2 separate regions of the Mus musculus genome follow, and region 2 is linked to region 1. The links are chromatin contacts, called in public HiChIP or PLAC-seq maps. All regions are on one chromosome and are shown on one strand. The core of a region is the stretch at or near the end of the contact, and the rest is flanking DNA. Distances in the headings are between cores, read along the strand shown.

Region 1 (2,529 bases), core at 19-2,518:
GTGGAACCTAATAGAAGTTAGGGCACTGGGCTGAAGAGATGGCTCAGCTGTTAAGAGCACTGACTGCTCTTCCAAAGGTCCTGAGTTCAAATCCCAGCAATCACATGGTGGCTCACAACCATCCGTAATGAGATCAGATACCCTCTTCTGGTGTGTCTGAAGATAGCTACAGTATACTTAGATATAATAATAAATAATTTTTTTTTTTTTAAAGAAAGAAGAAGTAACCTGGGCACTGACAACCTTTGAAGGGAAGAGTGGAACCTTGGTGATTTTTTCTTTTGGTTCCTATCCAACATGAGGTTTTGCTCTGCAACCTCTGCTCTGCCACAGCCCTAGAGCACCAGGGCAAGCAAGCGTAGCTAGTGAGTTAAAATATAGCTTGCCTTGCCAGGCACGGGGGTGCACACCTTTAATCCCAGCACTCGAGAGGCAGAAGCGGAGGCAGCTGGATCTCTGTGAATATGAGGTCAGCCTGGTCCACAGAGTGAGTTCTAGGACAGCCCAGGCTACACAGAGAAACCCTGTCTCAAACAGACTAACTAATCAAGTAAATAAATGAAGCTTTCCTTAATAGTTAGTTTATTTGGATGCTGGGGTTGCACCATGGGAAGCCAAGCAAGGCAGGTCAATCACAGAATTGCTCCAAAGTAACCGAGTCTGCTTTCTTGGTAAATTATACACAGATACAAACAGCTAAGGCAATCTACGGAGTTGTATGACCTGCACCAGGAATGTGCTTCACTCTTCCTTTGGTTAAGGTGAACCAAATACATTTGATCTTGAATAAAAACACTTTGTCCTAACCAAAATACACACCCTCCCTCACAGTGATCTGCTTATTTTAGCTACTACTCAGAATCTGATTCTGTCAGCAAATCTTCCCTACCTCCCAATAAATTCCACTTTGTACAGAGTTAAATCTGTTGAATAAAATATTATATAGATCCTGGCAGCGGGTTTGCTACACACCTCAACGCTTTACATTCGAGAATGGAAGACCCACACGCACAGCCTTTATATTTTGACATGCTTTAATCAGCTCTATCCTAGGCCACTGCCCAACCTCCACGAAATGAATCCACCTCCTGCTAATAATCCCGAGTTATTACTTACTAAACTCTAAATTCTATCTTGGCTGCTCTGGACCCAGAGGGATCTCTCGGCTTCTTCACATGGCCGCCAAGCCTCTCTGTCCTGAACACTCTGAGGCTTGGCATCTCTTCTCTCTTCCACACTCTCCTGCTATGGTGGATCTCCTCCCCCTTCTCTCTCTTGCCAATCCCAAACCCGGAAATCCTAAAGTCCCGCCTCTGTCTGCCCTGCCCAGCCATTGGCTGCCCGCATCTTTACCAATCAGAACGAAGCAGGGTCAGGTTCCCAGAAGCTTTGTGCAGACACTTGTGTAAGCAGGTTTTTTGGGGGGGAGTGTAATTAGCGTTAGTGGGCCAAACCCACTACATAGGTCTGTCCTTTATTCATTGGCGTTGTGGCACTTTTGTGGCTAGCCTGAATTATACACGGTGAGACTCAGCCCTCAAACAAAACCAGTAAAATCACATGACCCTGCCTCTCCTCCAACCTGGTCCCGTGATTCACTGAACCAAACTCAGATGTTATTCTGTTAATTTACCATCTAGTTAAATTGAGAATGCAGGGATTCTCTGAGCAGTTTTATGGGTAGTTAATCTGTTACAGGGATGAATCTCTGAAGATACACATGAAGAATACCAAGTAGGAGAACTTAGGAAAGGTGGTTTACGGCCATGGCAAGCTAAATGTTAAGGCAGGAATTTGAACCTGCACCCTGGAGCTGGCTGGCCTGTGTTCTAACACCCACTCTACAGTTTGTAAGCTGTATCGCTTGGCTTCTCAACTCGGTGCCTCAGTTCCTTGATTCACACAATAATGATGACGATATTTATATGTGACTTACAGGATTATTGAGAGGCTTAAAAAGAATATGCATAAGGTGCTGAGAGCAATGCTCAATACATAGTTGGTGTTTAATAAGTAGCCAAATATTAGTTATTTTTGTTTGTTTGAAACAGGGTCTCACTATGTGCTCCTGGCTGGCCTGGAACTTGAAATGTAGAACAAGCTGGCCTCAAATTCAAAGAGATCCACCTGTCTCTGCTTCCTGAGTGCTGGGGTTAAAGGCATACACGACCATACCAAGCCTTGTGTTTTGAAACACAGCCTCACCTTGTCTCTGAGGCTGTCCTGGAACTCAGTATATGTCATCTAGGCTTGCCTTAGATCTACAGTCTTCCTGCCTTCATTTCCCCGGGGCTGAGCTTCCGCATGTCTACCATCAAGCTCTGCTAACCTGTGATTCTTTTCTTCAGTTACCTTGGAATTTATTCAAACTAGGAAAAGATCATGTTTACATGTAATACATACTCTATTCTTTAAATAACAATTATGACAAACGCCAGAAAGAATTAAAGAATGCTGCAGTTACAATCTCTATGAAACATCAACATCTTGTATTTTACATAATTAAAGAAACATACCACTTTTAAAAAT
Region 2 (2,529 bases), core at 11-2,510, 190 kb before region 1:
ATTCCTAACCCCAGTCACATTCCCTACGCGCCGAGTTCTGTGAGACTCCATTCCTAACCTCACACGAAGCCTCTGCAGTACTGTGCAGTCTCTGTCCCTTGCCCACCTGTTCCTGGCCGCAGCTCCACAGTACAGTAGCCATCGATCCACTGGTAGCAGGGAAAGTGGACAGCAGAGCCATCGGGGGCAGTGACACAGATTCGACTGCAGTACCAAGGGTCCTTGCAGAAGAAAGCAAAGCGCTCCTTGTGTAAGCGCAACAGCAAGATCTCACCCAGCTCTGCTTCACAGCGCACCTTATACTTCTGAACCTGGAGTGAGGGAAGCAGCAAGCAGGCCTTTGAGCAACCAGGAACTGTCGAGGACATCTTTGCACTCTGAAGTGTGCATCAACACCGCTACCTTTCTGGGATATTGGCCTGAGCAGTCGTTGATCCATGTGGTTCCTTTGTGTGATTGAGAGAAAGAGCCCGTCTCCATCCAGAGAGGAGCAGGCACCATACTCAGTGCCTGAGTGAATTTTTGTAGGGATTCCTACCCTCACTGCCAGTAGTTCACTTTCATGTAGGGTCATTAGCAAACTAAACTAGCGACCGACAAAGCAGACCCCTCCCAAAGAACAGGAGACCCATGATCTGATCAGAGGAATCAATTTGGTCAAAGCCTAGTGTCAATTAGGGGAGGAGCCAGGCCAGGCAGTGGTGGCTTTTAATTCCCCCTGCACTCAGGAGGCAGAGGCAGTCAGATTGCTAAGTTCAAGGCCAGCCTGGTCTACACAGAGAGTTCTAGGACAGCCAGGGCTACACAGAGAAACCCTGTCTGGAAAAACCACAGAAAATAATAACAATAACAACAATGATAGGAGAAGCCAGGAAGTTAGGGGAAGTCCCCAGAATCCATTCCAAATGCCCTTCCCCACAGCCCTGTCTCAGAACAATTGGTATGGTTTATCGTCTCCCAAAAGTCAGGGATGTCAAAGAAAATGATCACAGGACATAGCAGGCATCCTGAGTTCAGCAGGACTTGACGAATCCAACAAGAATAATCCTCACTTCCTTCAGGTTCCCCATCTCTCCTCTGTACTCACCGATCCAGAGGCGAAGTCCCTGCCTACGCGATCCAGCTTCTGCTTAGGGCTTTCACCACAGGTGCCTACCAATGTAGCATAGATGTTATCCAATGTGCCAGCCTTCAGGTAGGAACCAGTGGTCACACACAGCCGATATACTGCCATGACTGGACCCAATAACCCCAAACCAGTAGCTAGCCTAGAGAAGGTACGCTACAGGTAAGAGAGAGTCAGCTCCTGGGCAGGAGGCTGGGGGCTGGGGAAGGGTGGGCCTGAGGAAGGATCCAGCTCTAGGACGTTCCTGGGCTCGCGCGCGCTCTCTCTCTTTCTCGATCTCTCACGGCAGCTCCGCTGGTAGCTCGGGAGTACTATCCCCACCCACCGACTTGCACCCTAATACTTGTTTGCATGCCTCTGACACAGCCTGTCCCTCTGGCTGGCTCATCCAGATGGATATCAGAAGCCTGGGCCCATTGGTGAGGGAGGGAATAAGGAAGGAGGGACCAAGTGGCAAGTGGAAGACAGGGAGGAGGTGACGCGTGTTGGGACACTACTTTGTGTCTGATCAGTGGCTTGACTAATGTCCTGAAGCCCATGTTCACCCATTCCCCAGATTCCACCTAGAGCCTTTTCCTCCTATTTCCAAACCAGAAATGGGCACCAGAACACCAGAATTCCTACATGTGAATCACCCACGTGAATCACACCGTGCATCGGAAAGCTGCACCAATTCATAAATGCCAGGTGACCTCATCAACAATCAAGTGAATAACACACATCTTAGCACGTGACAAGGCCATCATGTTCTCCTTCCTGCCACCGACCCACCCATCTCCTCCTAAAGTCTAGTCTTCTCTCTGTCTCCAGTTTTTGTTATTCCCGACCTCAATCACTCCTTTGAGATAGGACCTGCCTGCCAAGTGAGTGGAAGCCTGCCCGACAGCATCTGGAGGCCCTCATGTGACATTCTTTACGCTCCAGGTCCTCCCTCAGCCAGCCTGCTGAACCGTGGGAGGCACCCTGTATGCCCTAGGTGTCCAAGATATAGGTCACAAGGACCAGGGAAGAAAAAAAATAGACTCTACCGGGGAAACCTGTGGCCCGCAGCGGCCCCGCGTGGCTGGTCTAGGCACCTCTAGATTCCTGCTTGAGTGGCGCTCCTGCCCTCCTTAACTTCTAATAAAAGCCGAGGCGTTAGCGACTAGGTTTCAGTAAGTCAGAGTCTCGGACAAAAACGAACTTCATCCTTTAAATACACACAAGAATACGTAGGTATCATAATAAATTCATTTAGGCAAAAGTGGAGAGCTTTGCTAAGAGCCCGGATAGCTCAGTCGGTAGAGCATCAGACTTTTAATCTGAGGGTCCAGGGTTCAAGTCCCTGTTCGGGCGCTTAGCTTTTTGTGGGAATCTGCACTTACAAACACTATTGTTAGGCTGTCTTGTTTGACAATAGCTCT

Evidence for each region. HiChIP or PLAC-seq counts read pairs in DNA pulled down with a chosen protein or histone mark.
Region 2: a contact with region 1 is called in an H3K27ac HiChIP or PLAC-seq map of microglia, with 4 times the contacts expected there. The contact joins the promoter of Aloxe3 here to the enhancer-like site in region 1. A contact is called at or near these places in 2 of 39 promoter capture datasets (hippocampal neurons and liver), 1 of 484 Hi-C or Micro-C datasets (pre-B cells), 2 of 115 datasets of contacts at active chromatin or transcription factors (embryonic stem cells and microglia) and 3 of 9 other capture datasets (adipose tissue, liver and pancreatic islet).

What each region holds. Positions count from the first base shown.
Region 1 is chr11:68,938,605-68,941,133 of GRCm38.p6, reverse strand. It overlaps a transcript of Arhgef15 not described here. Among named protein-coding and RNA genes, the nearest start is that of Gm51902, 9.8 kb to the right of the region's middle. Within about 2 kb of position 1,268, at least 351 of the 459 cell types and tissues checked have an H3K27ac peak or open chromatin away from gene starts, as enhancers often do. A contact at or near this core is called in adipose tissue, embryonic stem cells, hippocampal neurons and 3 more, where this site is marked.
Region 2 is chr11:69,125,108-69,127,636 of GRCm38.p6, reverse strand. Aloxe3 (arachidonate lipoxygenase 3) reads right to left here and starts at 1,260. Exons shown (of 15, transcript NM_011786.2): 1 at 1,088-1,260; 2 at 107-311. The coding sequence starts at 1,234. It overlaps n-TKctt27 (a tRNA gene), which reads left to right and starts at 2,389; the gene lies at 2,389-2,461.